Regions from separate parts of the Zea mays genome. Here region 2 is linked to region 1. The links are chromatin contacts, called in public Hi-C maps. All regions are on one chromosome and are shown on one strand. The core of a region is the stretch at or near the end of the contact, and the rest is flanking DNA. Distances in the headings are between cores, read along the strand shown.

Region 1 (7,469 bases), core at 2,824-5,323:
AATTCACCGGACTGTCCGGTGCACACCGGACTGTCCGGTGAGCCAACGATCGACCGAGCCAACGGTCGGCCGCGCAATCCGCGCGTGACGCGTGGCCGGGCCAACAGTCTGAAGGGGGCACCGGACTGTCCGGTGTGCACCGGACAGTGTCCAGTGCGCCAACGGCTCCAAACCTTCAACGGTCGGCTGCGCTAGAACAGGAAAGAAATCCGCACCGGACAGTGTCCGGTGGTGCACCGGACTGTCTGGTGCGCCAATCGACAGAAGGCAAGAATTGCCTTCCTGGAATGCTCTCAACGGCTCTTAGCTGCCTTGGGGCTATAAAAGGGACCCCTAGGCGCATGGAGGAAGACACCAAGCACACTTAGAACATTCTTGATCATTCACACTTCGTCTTTGCGCACTCGTTTGACATTCTTAGTGATTTGAGCTCCGTTCTAGTGAGAACTTTGTGATATTCATTTGAGCTCAAGTCTTGGCCGTGTGTGTGTGCATATTGCTGTGGACTTGTGTGTGTTGCTCATCCCATCCTTACTTCCGTGTTCATTTGTGATCATCTTTTGTAAGGGCGAGAGACTCCAAGTTGTGGAGATTCCTCGCAAACGGGATATAGTGAAAGGAAGAGAAACACTATGGTATTCAAGTGGGTCTTTGGACCACTTGAAAGGGGTTGAGTGCAACCCTCGTCCGTTGGGACGCCACAACGTGGAGTAGGCAAGTGTTGGACTTGGACGAACCACGGGATAAACCACTATGCCTCTCTGTGTTGATCTTTTTGTGGTTATTGTGTTTCGCAAGAACTCCTCTCTAGCCACTTGGCTTTATTGCTCTAACACTTAATAAAGTTTGTGGCTTTAAGATTTAAGTTTTTACAGGATCACCTATTCACCCCCCTCTAGGTGCTCTCAACTTGCAGTTCAAATGTGAATTTTCCGAAGAAATTCAAATAAACAAACTAAATCTAATAGTTATAAAAATCACTTTTATAATTGTCCCAAAATGGTACATGTAGGTCTACATAGTGTAGGAACATACCACAAAAAGTTTGGTTGGCAAAATAAAAAATAAAAATATACTTTGCCGAGTGCCCAGAGGATGACACTCGACAAAGTAATCTTTACCGAGTGTTAGACGGGGGCACTCGGCAAAGAATTTTCAAAAACCCTAAAACAGACCTTTGCCGGGTGCTTGTCAGTTGGCACTCGACAAAGACGTCTTTGCCGAGTGCCAGGTACAGGGCATTCGACAAAGAATATTTTTAAATTAAAAAAAATCTTTGCCGAGTGTCAGATCGCGGGCACTCGGCAAAGAAGTGAAATATACCGTATGTGGCTTCTCCTTCTCCTTCACTCTCTCACACTCCCGCCGCTCACCCGCCACCGCCGCATCCTCCCTCACCCGTCGCCTCCTTCTACCCCACGGCTCGCCCACCGCCGCCGCGCCTGCCTCCCCGGCCATCTCCCCCGTCGCCGCGCCCTCCTTCCTCGCCCGCCGCCGCCTCCTCGCGCCCTCGCCCGCCGTCGCCGCGCCCGCCTCCCCGGCCATCTCCCCCGCCACCGCTCCTCTCTCACTCTATCTCTCTCACTTCACTCAACCGCCGCCGCTCCTCCCCGCACACACCGCCGCCGCCGCGCCTGGTCTCCCGAAATCGCCGCCGCCGCCGCGCCCGCCTCCCCATCCATCTCCCCCGCCACCGCTCCTCTCTCACTCTATCTCTCTCACTTCACTCAACCGCCGCCGTCGCTCCTCCCCGCACACACACCGCCGCCGCGCCCGGCCTCCCAAAATCGCCGCCGCCGTCGCGCTCCACCTCCCTGCGCCCACCACCGGCGCCCGCCACCAACACCACGCTCGCCACCGGTGCCCCAGCCGTCACCATCATCGTCCCGACCGCGGTAAATAGTTGTTTTATATTAAATTTGGATTGGAATGATTATAGTGGTAATGTGATGGTGGATGTGTTTAGAAAATATATGTTCTTTAAATTTGTTCTAATGCGTAAATACATGTTCTCTAAATTTGTTATGTGATGGTGGATATGTTTGGTAAAATATAGTGGTAATGATGATTGGATGCCGATTAGATGTGATTCACAGCCATCGTGTCATTTGTATATCTGTGTGTTGGCCATTGTGCCGATACTTTTATTTGCAGGTTTTAGAAATCTCCCCGTGTAGGGGAGGTGCTGCCGAATTTTTCTATTACTAGGCTTCTGTTAGAGGATGGATGACCGTGAGTGGATGTACACGGGCCGTAGAGGAAGGAATGTCACCCGCGAATGGATTAGAAAGACCGATGATTTCGTGGAACGGGCATATGGCGAAGCTGCTAAAGGAGCGAGTATAGTCCCATGCCCGTGCAGCAAATGTGCCAACCGGAAAAGAAAATCAAAGAAGGTCATGGTAGAACATATTTGGAAGAATGGATTTACGCCAGACTATACTCAGTTGATCTTCCATGGTGAAGCGCATTGTACGAGAGAGGAGGTGCTGAGACAACGCGTCGAGGATTATGATGCTGATGCCGGGGTAGCGGATATGTTGAACGACTATCACGAGGCACAATACGCCGGAGGATGTACAGATGATGAGCTAGAGTCGACTGCAAAGGCGTTCTACGACATGTTTGACGCGGCACAAAAGCCCCTTAATGGCCAGACTAAGGTTTCTCAACTGGATGTCATTGGGCGTGTAATGGCGTTCAAGTCGCAGTACAACAAGAGTTGAGACGCATTCGATGGCTTGTTGACGGTTATTGGCATCCTGCTTCCGGAGGATCACGTTCTGCCAAAGAGCATGTATGAGGCACAGAGACTCCTTCGTGCACTCAAGATGACGTATGAGCAGATACATGCTTTGTCCGAAGGGCTGCGTGCTATTTAGGAAAGAATACGCGGAGGCAAAGTACTCTCCGAAGTGTAAATCGTCTAGGTTCATGGAGGTAGACTCTGGTGATGGACACAAGAGGTAGCTCGACATCCCCTTGACAATCCTCGACATCCCCTTGACAAACATGGAAAATGATACAATCCTGACAAGATGGTGCACGTATCCGATGGTGAAGCATGGAAACACTTTGATGCCATTCACCGTGACAAAGTCGAAGAGGCTCGTAATATACGTGTTGCGCTGACCACAGATGGTTTCAATCCCTCGGCAAAGGTAACTTATTTGCCGAGTGTCACCTAGAACACTCGGCAAAGGCGCCGTCTCCGTCACCCGGCTCCATGACGGACGATTTTCTTTGCCGAGTACCGACTGACACTCGGCAAAGTCTTTGCCGAGTGTCGATAAAAAGTACTTGGCAAAAATGTCGTTGCCGATGTACTGTTCGCCGAGCTCTCTTTGCCAAGTGTTACACTCGGCAAAGGCTTTGCCGAGTGTTTTTCAGGCGCTCGTTTCCGGTAGTGAACATACCGTGTATATAGTCGTTACACCGTAGACGATAATGTGAAATTTGAAATAGTAGATAGAATATGTAACGTTATTAGAGATAGTCTAAACAGAAAATTATAACATTTCAACAGATGTGCTAGACGTGGATTATAAATCGAAACAATGAGAGTATATCTATTTGAGGTGGCATATGTTAATATTTTATGTAAATATAGGGTAATTTATTATGGTTCGACAATTTATGACAAAACTGAAAATAGTAGTTGTTTGGCTCTTGGTTTTCATGTCTATATTTAAATGGAAATATATACTTTAAATATTGTATGAATTTATTAATTAACTAAAATTAATTTTAATATAGGATAGAGAGAGTATTTTTTTAAGACGAGTGGATTGACATATTTGATGGAAATATATACATTAAATATTGTATGGAGATACACAAATAATGGGGTGTTTTTTTCTTAACTTGATCGATCAGCCTATATTCATGTAGCCGAAGCTGGGAAGTGGGGATGTGGAATACAGCCACCGACATTTTGTTCACAATGTCCGAAAAAGGGAAAGAATAACTTTTTCCTTTGCTCATTTGGCAAAAATACACGCAACACTGACTCCTGTGCATCGGCTCTGCAGGCGGGCCCTACAAATACTCCCTGCCTCCCCTGCTTTCTTCCCCCCAAATTTGCTTCCCAGATCTGCCCGCCGCACCCCCAACCCGTGGCAATCAATCCCCTTCCTCGCTTCGCAAATGGCTCATTCCAACGGCGCGGCCGCCACTGCCACTGCCGGCGGCGGCGACATGGACGACGAGACCGCCCCGGTGCCGCGGGCCCTCGCGCCGGCGCGGAAGGTGGCGCTGATCACGGGCATCACGGGGCAGGACGGGAGCTACCTCACGGAGCTGCTCCTGTCCAAGGGATACGAGGTGCACGGCCTCATCCGCCGCTCCTCCAACTTCAACACGCAGCGGCTGGACCACATCTACCACGACCCGCACGCGGTGCCGTCGGCCCCGCGTCCCCCGATGCGGCTCCACTACGCCGACCTGTCCGACTCCTCTTCCCTCCGCCGCGCGCTCGACGCCATCTCCCCCGACGAGGTCTACAACCTCGCCGCGCAGTCGCACGTCGCCGTCTCCTTCGAGATCCCCGACTACACCGCCGACGTCACCGCCACGGGGGCGCTCCGCCTCCTCGAGGCCGTCCGCCTGTCGCGCAAGCCCATGCGCTACTACCAGGCCGGTTCCTCGGAGATGTTCGGCTCCACGCCGCCGCCGCAGCGCGAGGACACGCCCTTCCACCCGCGCTCGCCCTACGCCGCCGCCAAGGTCGCCGCGCACTGGTACACCGTCAACTACCGCGAGGCCTACGGCGTATTCGCCTGCAACGGCGTGCTCTTCAACCACGAGTCCCCGCGCCGCGGCGAGAACTTCGTCACGCGCAAGATCACGCGCGCCGTCGGCCGCATCAAGGTCGGGCTGCAGACCAGGGTCTTCCTCGGCAACCTCTCGGCCGCCAGGGACTGGGGGTTCGCGGGGGACTACGTCGAGGCAATGTGGCTCATGCTGCAGCAGGAACAGCCGGGGGATTACGTCGTCGCCACTGAGGAGTCCCACACCGTCGAGGAGTTCCTGCAGGCTGCCTTCGGCTACGCCGGCCTCAGCTGGAAGGATCACGTGGTCATTGACAAGAAGTACTTCCGGCCTGCAGAAGTCGACAGCCTCAAGGGGGACGCCACCAAGGCGAGGAAGGTGCTCAAGTGGAAGCCCAAGGTTGGGTTCCAGGAGCTCGTGGAGATGATGGTCGATCACGACATTGAGCTCGCCAAGAAGGAGAAGGTCCTGGTGGATGCTGGGTACCGTGATCCCAAGCAGCAGCCATAGAAACATCACAGTTGCTTCTTGCTCTGTTGGGGCTCGGATTCAGATTGTTCCCCTCATACATGGTGGGTCTCAGGGGTAGAGGTTGACTGAAGTTACTATCGATATTTATCCTGGTAAGAAATAAGGATTGTTGCAGTATGATCTTACAGTGTGTTCATTTAGTTTTCTGACTATGTTATGTGCTTTAATCGAATGAATGAATAATCCGTGCCAATTTGGTATTTGGAAGAGGATGATATGCCTGCCTGATTGCAGCTGTTGATGTTAAGAGCAAAAGTGTCCTCCTGATAGCAGCTGCTTCAGTTTGTATTGTTCCACTTCAGCTACTCCCACACTTGTTCTGATACATGGCAGAAAAGCTGTTGTAGGGACATTTTGTAAGTTGAATCAGTGGCAAATGCATCCAACAACACTTGCAGTTGAAGAGGGGAACAAACAAAAGGAAACAAAAAATAGCACCTAACTCTACCTCTACCTGTGCAGGGAGAGCAATTTTACCATTATTATCAATGGATTTACCATGTTGGAGTCACTTGAGTTCTCAAACTTGTAATGCCGTGTCACTTGAGTCCCCGAATGAACTTGTAATGCCGTGTCACTTGAGTCCCCGAATGCTTCAACGTGACACGTCACGTCGTCATCTGGTTTGGATAAATCCGGTGTTGGATGATTTTGCTTGGATCGGCTAAGTTAGATGATCCGTTTTGCTCATTTTCTGAGTTCGGTGACCCAAGTTACACATCGTGTCAAGTTCCAGAGCCGTTGCTGCATTTTACTCTATAATGTTTATATCTGTTTTTATAGGTTTAATTTTATAAAAAAGTGTATTCAGTCACCCCCTTGTGTGGCCATCGGTAAGGACAAAAGACGGTGAGAAGACAACATGATGAACAATGGGAGACTAGGACATCTTTGGTTGGTGCCTAGTTTGCATGTCTAACCATAGTTAAAGTACAAACTTTTGATAAAGTTTGTCACAAAAATGAGTCAACGACATGTAGTACATGGTGCTTTGAAAGTGGTGCATCATTGTTGTTAATACGTGACACCATGATAAAGGGTACCAGAGAAAAAAATACAGAGGTGTAGGTCTGGAACCGCTAGCGCTGACATGACAATATGCATACAACAATGTACGGTGTAGAGAGGTTTAGACTCGGTGTATATGTTTATATGCAAGTACGAACAAAGCATATATACATAGATCATGACTGAGCTAGCAAATGGGAACAACTCATGAATGCTAATAATCTTCCCTGGTGTCTGTAGTCGCCGATCATCCCGAGATACGATGAGGCGACAAGAGGGGTGAATGGAAGCCAATCAATTTTTTGCTGTCAAATACTGAAAATGAGCACTTCACTTCAATTAAGATGAAGTAAGCACTTAAACCAAAATCACATTAGCAAACCAATGATCTCATGATTATAAAATGTTTCTAAGACTCACACGAGACCAGCAAAATAAACGGATCGCAAATCGGACATCGAAAAGTCTGAATCGACCCAAAACAATGTTGATATCTACTGCTGATTTCAGCAGCACGAAATTCAGTTCTTGAATGCAAAATTGAACCAAACAGATTCCGATTGAGCTGAAATTTTGCACACACCTTGATAAATGTGTTTCCAAGGTCTAACACAAATTTTGAACTCAGTCGTATTTGTAAATCAATCGCAGATTAGAAAATGCGGTTGGAAATGGGATTTCGTTGGGGTTTCTTCAAAAGAACTCAAACTGAGATTAACTTGGATCACGACCAATAACTGCACCAAGGGGGCGTATGGAGCGACATGGTCTAACACAACAGTTTAACTCCCCACAAATCCATGTGCTCCACAAATGGAACCATCCCTGTGCTCCACACCTGCACACGACAAGCCGACCGACATGGTTGCACATACATAATCTCACGCCCCGGTTAGTCCACGACTCGACCCGAGACGCTACCCGTTGACAATCACTCACATCAACTCGAACCACAAGGGACAAGTCAACCTTGTGTTTGCAATCTCCCCCTTGATGAGTGCATTGTCAACACCACCTCATGAACATATGTAGCAGAAAGAAGGAAGAAAAAGAGAAACTTACTCGAACGACCAAAAGCCAGATAAAAGCTAAAACAGGTCATCTAGAGTGAGCAAAACTTGGTCCCAAAAAATGGGCAACGACTCAACACGACCAAGCAA
Region 2 (7,469 bases), core at 3,087-5,586, 190 kb after region 1:
CCTTAACGGTTACACCGGAAGGAGTTAGGCCACCGCCATGTCCAAACCGGACAAAACATTCCCCCTCCTTATCCTCCCGGTGCTCCCCAGCCATCATAACCCTGGGGTTTGGACCGTACGAGTTCAGATTGAGTGACTGCCCATACAGTCTCGAGTGGTTGTACTTGTCATGAGTACAGGTAGTGAAGGATGACAAACCGGTCCTTATATGAGGGGACAATCCTCCTGCTCACACCTAACCTGGCTGAGCCAACACCTGAGGCCCTCCCCTAAACCAGGGAGTCCCTGATTATCCCACTCAAAAGGTGATAAGGGTGAATACCCTTCATCATACACTTTTTTGAAAACATCGCTTAGTAAAAACACCACCCTTTTTTCATCCAACATTTTGTACTCAAAAAAATTCTTTAATGCAGGCTATCTCTCTTCTCACTATGCAAAAGACCCATCCCTTATTCCCGGCTTAGGTAGTGGTAGAAAGAGTAGGTAATTTATGCATCAAGGGAAGAATGGACTTGCCTTCATCGAAGTTCTCCTGGCACGAAAGATCTATTTCGGAGAGGTCGAGTTCCGGCCCTTCTTCCGGAGTCACAAATTCCAGAGGATCGGATCCCTCTTCTCCTAGCAAAAATAGATAATGAACAATACATCAACCATGGTGGCTTGGTGGAGTGTGCCAACTTTTAAATATTATTATTTTGTGCCCTATAATTTGTTTAGACTATTTTTGGTGCATAAAATATCAATATATGCATAAATACATGAAAATAGGAAAAAGAAATGGAAAAAGGAAAAAGAAAAGAGATTTCCTGCTAACTGGGCCGGGGGGGATTTCGGCCCAACCGAGCGCAGGCGCGCGCGCGGGCAGGCGACCCAGCTTGGCCCGCCAGTGGGGGACGGCGCCGTGGGCGCGGGCCCATGTGCCAGCGAGGAGGGGGTACGGCGTTAAGGGGGGGGGGGAGCCGGCCGGAGTCGACCGCCGGTGAGGTTCCGCGGCGGTTCTCCGTCGCGGTCCCCATTTCGAGTGGTCGAGGAGGTGGCTAAGCACGGGTGGGGGTATGGGATCACGATGGAGGGGTTAATTTCGTCGGAGGGTGCTCGGGACGGCCGGTTCACGGTGAGGTGTCGGGCGCTCGCGACGGTGAGATCGCCGGTGAGGCTACCGGGAGCAATAGGTGAAGGGAAAGGGTGTGCCGTGATCGTGATGGAGCGGTGGAGCTCAAGAGCTACATTAATTTGACTAGAATTCAACAGAGAGAGGAAAGCGGAGCTCACCGGAGAGAAGGAAGGCGGCGGCGCTGAGCGCGATTCGGTCCAGTGCAGGGGGAGAGGGAGTAGCCGAGGCCGGTGTGAGGAAGGATGGAGCTTGGGTGGTCCTTTTATAGGCGACCGGGAAGGGAAAGGGGGAGTGAGGTGGTGACCACCGGTGAGCTTGCCATGGCGGCAATGATGGCGCACAGTGGCGATGGGATGGCTCGAGCAGACGATGATGGGATGGCTCAGGCAGGTGCAAGGAGACAGAGATGCAAGGCGCCAAACCTTTCTGGCGAGCGCGTTAATGGCGAGGCGACGGAGCGAGCGGCGGCCGGCGGTGATCGCGTCGATAGCAGATCACGGGCGAGGGGAGAGAGCTGACAGGCGGGGCCCGCCTGTCAGAGAGATGGTGATCGAGAGGGGGAGGGCGCGCGCGGGGGAGATGGGCCGCGTGGGCCGAGCAGGGAACGGGCGCGCGGGAGAGAGGGAGAGAGGGTTGGGCCGGATCCGGCCCAGCGGAGGGGGGAGAGGATTTCCTTTTTCTTTTTCTTTTTCTAATTCTATTTCTTTCCTTTTTCTTTTAATCTCCTTTTTTCTTTTGAACAAATATTTAGCTATATTTTCTTGGGTGTCAAAATATTCTATGTGAGGTGCTTCTAACAACCATGGTGCATGCATATGATGAAAGAAATGCCTTATGAGGTGGGGGTCTTAGGAGATAATTAGGGGGGTTTAGGAGTTTTAGGGTTTCTAACCTTGGGATCAAAATTGGGATGTTACACCTGCTCCACACGAGGACTCTGATGGCCTGGGCCCACCATTCAGTGGCTTGCGCTCGGCGCGTCCCTCTGTCGTGTGGGACCGCACACTCAGTCTTCGTTCCCATAACAACCATGCCGAAGTCGTCGGCGACCGCATCAGCTCCTCACGGCGTGGGAGTTGACCGAGACCCCTTCAAAACAGTCTGCAAGTACCGCAACCGCGCCCTCTGGACTCACCTCGACTCGCCCCGGCATTCACTCCTCCACCTTAGCCGCGCCCGCGTTGCTTGCGGTAGTCGCTGGTGCCGCCGTACAGGCCCTGGATCATCACGCCACCCGGGGTCAAATTGGGGTGCTCGGGAGCTTCATTGGCGCTCGGCGGAGGTTCCTATGGCAACCTAAGGGGATGCGATAACTCGGAGCCAGGGGAATTCGTCGCCGGAATTTCTCCTCCGCCGCGGTGGCACCGCACGCCATGGGCAGGGCTCGTCACTGTTTCTATCACTGGTAAATCCACCACCACGTCCTTCACCTTGTCCTTCTCATAGGGTAGAACTCGTTAGATAGCGGATTAGGACATCAGGGCGTCGGCCATGGCCTCACCGGTGAACTGCGCCACCGCGGCTTGGGCTTGGGGATTGAAGACGCTTGCGCGCCGTCGGATTGAAGCGGACGGTTTGGGTCATGGCGCGCTGTCGTTTAGTATAGTTAGATCTGAGCCGTTGGTTCCAATCGGGTGTGGACCGTCGGATCTGAATGGGTGGTGGTGATTAAATCATCATGTACCCCTTCGTTGCGAGGAATGGTGACCATCAAATTCTAATCTGACGATGGGGATCTAGAGTAGGTGTTGTTTTCGGTCGGGTTCCTGGTGGCCGTTAGATCTAGATCCGAGGGCTCCAATTGGGGCGGGTCGTTGTACAGCTAGATGTAATCCGGTCCGTTTGGTTTTGATCCAACGGCCAAGGTCTCTGTGTACCCCTTCGCTGTGACGATTTAGCATATGAGTCCCTCGGATTAATACAAATGAACCTGCAATCCTAGCGACGGGGGATCTGAGTCTTAGGAACCACGCCAACTGCAGGAGAGCGGGCCACACCGTCAGGTGTGGACCGAGGCGCACTAGTGGGTGGTGGCATGATAGTAATTATTATTATATGTGCATGATGCACTGAGATAGTAATTATTATTATATGTGCATGATGCATTGAGATATCAGTGTGTAACAAATCACAGTATATCTTATTTCTTCCTATCTAAATTGCCATTATTAAACCAAATTTGTGAACATGAAGCACAAAGTTGAGTTACAGCTTTTGCTAATTTGCTCTATATTAGCTCATTGCTGATCTTCCACTACGATAACTACTAATTGAGCCATATTCATCACTTATTTAATATATAACAAGAATGTTGGAGCTAAAACCGCATCATAATGGGTCTTCGACCTACAAATTGCATGTTGTCATAAAATTATTATAAGTGCATGATGCACTGAGATATCGGTGCGTAACAAATCACACCAGTATCTTATCTCTTTTATCTGAATTGCCATTATTAAACCAAATTTATAAACAAGAAGCACAAAGTCAAGCTACAACTTTTGCTCTATATCAGTTCATTGGTGACCTTCCACTACGACCATTTGCTACTTCATGTTTTTTTTCTTAAATGAGGTACCAACAAAAACATCTTTATAGTTGGTTTTATTGTAAAGGTTTAGAACATATTTGAATAGAAAACGTAGCAACGTACGTGCACCTAACTATAATAGGTAGTACAGAAAAGATATCTCTAACTCTACTACCTATTAAGGAACTATTGTAGACCACGGGCACTACCATGCCCCCCGTTCGCCCGGCGTCAGCTCTGCGATGCCCGAGATACGCGCCCTCCTGCCAGCGCAACCTCCGAAGTCCAGGCCTCGCCCCACGTTCCCCTGTCACGCCTCCCTTTTTGCGCACACGCCCACCAGCTTCTCGTCAACCAGGTGCGTTCACTGGGAAGCATATAATAATGATATTTATCATTATATATATATATATATATTTTATACTAATTTTTTAAGTATCATGATAACGCACGGGCACACACATAATTCTCTCTTAGCGTTGCTCTAAGATTAACTTAACAGGGAGCGTTCCAAAAAGCGACCCACAACCTTGCGGAGTAGGCCCGTTTAGCCTACCTATGCAGCCCAACTTATGTTGTCGTCACGTTCATCTCGTCCCATAAAGAGCTGTACACCTACCGGCCTAGGAGGCCCATATGCTCATCATCATAAACACCAGGCGCCGTCAAGAAAAAAAAAACAGAGGAAAGAAAAAACCGTCAGAGCGACGTTAGTCGGCTCAGCTGTAGTGTAGTTGCAGGTGTTCGCCGGCACACGCGCGTGGCCGCGAACCCTAGATGACACCGGCGAACGGCGCCCCAGCGCGGGCAGCGGAGGCGGGCCCCCACGAGGTGGAGTCGGAGGCCGACGCGTTCCGGCGCCAGGTCGACGACCTCGTCTCGAAGACCGACGTGGTAATCCTCTGACCGCCTACTCCTCCCGTCTCGCATAGCGACGATGACGCGACTCTGGCGCGAGAGAAGCGTCGATTAGAATGTTTTGTTTGGTGACTTGGGGGAATTTGTGTTTTTGTTTGTTGGCGTGACAATTCGGGCGCAGTATTCTCAGATTGGGGTTTGTTGGCGATGTGTGTGCTGCAGCTGGAGCGGCGGGTGAAAGAGGTGGCGGACTTCTACGATGGCAAAAAGCACGGAAGCGGCGGGAGGAAGGGTGGTGGTGGTGGCAGGTATGGGGCATCCTCGAGGGGAATGCCGGACCTTATGCGCCAGTTCGGCGTGCTTTTGAAAGAGGTAACTTTGTCAGTGCTTGCTTGGTTCGTTCTGTTCTGTTGGGTCGCGAAGCATGCTGTAGAAAGTCTGGCCAATTTAGAACAGTAAACGACTAGATAATTTCGACAATGTTTAATTGTTTATAATTTTCTTCTCCAGTGGCCCCTTCCAGTTTCCTTTTTTAGACCAAAGTCCATTGGCACAGCTTACTGCAGGAAGATCTCTAACACCTGAAAAACACAAACTAACTCAATACTCACCAGAATTTAAACAACCACTATGCAAACTCCTCTAAAAACCTACCAGCAAAAAAAAACCGACAAATATACAGCCACAGCCGCATTTACTTTCAGCAGTTCATGCAAAAACAACACCAGACTCCTGCTACCTAGCCAAAACTCAACCACAATAGAGAAAACAGCACTCTAATTTTGTTCAATGCTGTTTACCATGTTCCTGATAAGCTCTGCCACTCTTCTTTATCCTTCCTTGAAACCATCACCTTCCAGTTCTGCAGCAAGGCCACCAGCTTGAATAAGACCACTACCACCTTGGCTCCTTGATCAAGTTGTTGGAACCTGCACAGCAAAAGAGAATCGCCAACCGTTGTCTTTCTATATCTAAAGCCAGGAAGAATAAAAGTCATTACAGTCTACTTTGTTTTGTTAATTCTGACTGCTGATTGGATCCTACAATGGAATGCCATCCACAGAAAGATATTCACCATTAGAAGAGCTATGCAGTCTTATACGTCCACCTTATGTTGATTCACCACACCACCAGAAGTCAAATCTTTGTATAGAGATTTTGTTGTGTCTCCCTGACCTCTCTACCCCCAGATCACTACATCTCTTCCTTTGGAGAGAGAACCATCCCTCTAAGGGGCCGTTCGTTTCTTCCGGAATGGAGGCATGGAACAATTCCTAGCCGGTTTGTTTCTCTAAATTATATAAGTTTTGATCGGCTGGAATGATTCCTGCTCCATTCCTGGACAAACGAACAAGGCCTAAAGGTGCCTCAGTTATTCCTTCCCCAGACCCCACTTATGTAGGAGCCGCTAGCATTGGGTCTGTTATTTCATTCAATCATTATAGGAGAATCAGAAAGTGTGTGATTGGTTTGCCATATGAAAGTTTCCATTCATCTCTTTTCCATTTGCACTCAGTCTTCTTGATTTTCATTCTTCCAGATCACCTCTCATAAAGATGCATGGCCATTTCTGGAGCCGGTGGATGTTGTAACTCTACAGCTTCCTGACTATCACAACGTAATGGCTAAACCTGCTAATATAATTTTGTCATTTATCGCTGCAGTTGATTCCTAACAGAGTAGTAATTTTGGTTACAAGGGGATATTGTTGTAGGTAGGTGAAAATATTTATCACTAATGTTGTTGTATATCTTTAGTGTTATCCTGGATGTATGAGCAATACAAAATCTTGACAAGGTACACTGACTTTTATCTTGATCCAGTTTGGCCTCCGTTTGCCTTATATTGCAAGCACTTGTATATAAATATAAGTATATAACTACAATAGACATGAGCCATTGTAGTTAGTGGCTTTTCCTTTATCAGTGGAACCTTCTCACCCCCTTTTGAGAGTTTTACCATTGAATGAATACAACAGTTTATGTTCAGTTTCTTGAAATACAAGGTTGTATCCTTAACCTCTATTATCTGTTACATGATTGTATCATTTATTATTTTTTATGTATCACTTCAAATTGTGGAATCCTTGACATGTAGCTGTATATGTTTCTCTGTATTTAGCTTCTCCTTGGAAACTGGTTAGATGCACCTTAGTTACTTATTAGTTAGAGCTGCTTTTGTTATCGAACAGCCAAGGCAGGGACACTTGATATTTATTTATTTATGTTTCAATAAAGTTTGTTTGTAGTGGTTCATGTATTTAGTTTATCTTGTTGACAGATTATTACCCAACCTATGGACTTCTCTACCATCCAAAAGAAAATGGAAAGGAAGGATGGTACTTGTTACACCAATGTTAGAGAAATATGTTCTGATGTTCGATTAATTTTTGCCAATGCGATGAAGTACAATGATGATCAAAATGTCATCCACTTGATGGCTAAATCATTGCTTGAGAAATTTGAAGAGAAGTGGCTCCATTTTCTTCCTAAAGTTGAGAGTGAGGTGAAGTTTTTTAGTCATGCATGTTCCTCTATTTGTTTTTTTGGTTTTGAAATGTACATGAGTGTCTACTTCCTAGCCAATAAAAGCATGTCAGAACCTTTTATTTGCGCATTATATTTTCTCAACGTATCCTTGTAGGAAAAAAGACAAAAGGAGGAGGAATCAAAGGGTGTTGCAGCCACAAATACTTCTCGAGAAGTTGCAATCGTAAAATTAGCAAAAGACACTGATGATGAGGTATGATGCTCAGATACATTGTTAGTTGTTGGGATGTTAATAGCAGTTTGATGGTGTGTTTTGGATGCAATGCGTACAAAATGTCAGACTCATCTTCACTGCCTCATTAAGTATTAGATTTCATGTATCCTATTCTATTTCCCATGGATATTTAGTACTTCCTCTCTTCTTTTTCCTTTCTAGCTAAATCAGATCAACAAGAAGCTGGAGGAGCTCCGGAAA

The links. A called contact is a pair of places that touch in the nucleus more often than the background predicts.
Region 2: a contact with region 1 is called in a Hi-C map of tassel, with 1.7 times the contacts expected there. The contact joins the promoter of LOC100191869 here to the promoter of LOC100282677 in region 1. A contact is called at or near these places in 4 of 25 Hi-C or Micro-C datasets (ear, leaf and tassel).

What each region holds. Positions count from the first base shown.
Region 1 is chr6:78,252,305-78,259,773 of Zm-B73-REFERENCE-NAM-5.0, forward strand. LOC100282677 (GDP-mannose 4,6 dehydratase 2) reads left to right here and starts at 4,074. Exons shown (of 1, transcript NM_001155585.2): 1 at 4,074-5,500. The coding sequence starts at 4,147. The coding sequence ends at 5,280.
Region 2 is chr6:78,439,275-78,446,743 of Zm-B73-REFERENCE-NAM-5.0, forward strand. It overlaps LOC100191869, which reads left to right and starts at 4,337. Exons shown (of 8, transcript NM_001360688.1): 1 at 4,337-4,541; 2 at 4,728-4,877; 3 at 6,046-6,123; 4 at 6,786-7,010; 5 at 7,149-7,247; 6 at 7,431-7,469. The coding sequence starts at 4,425.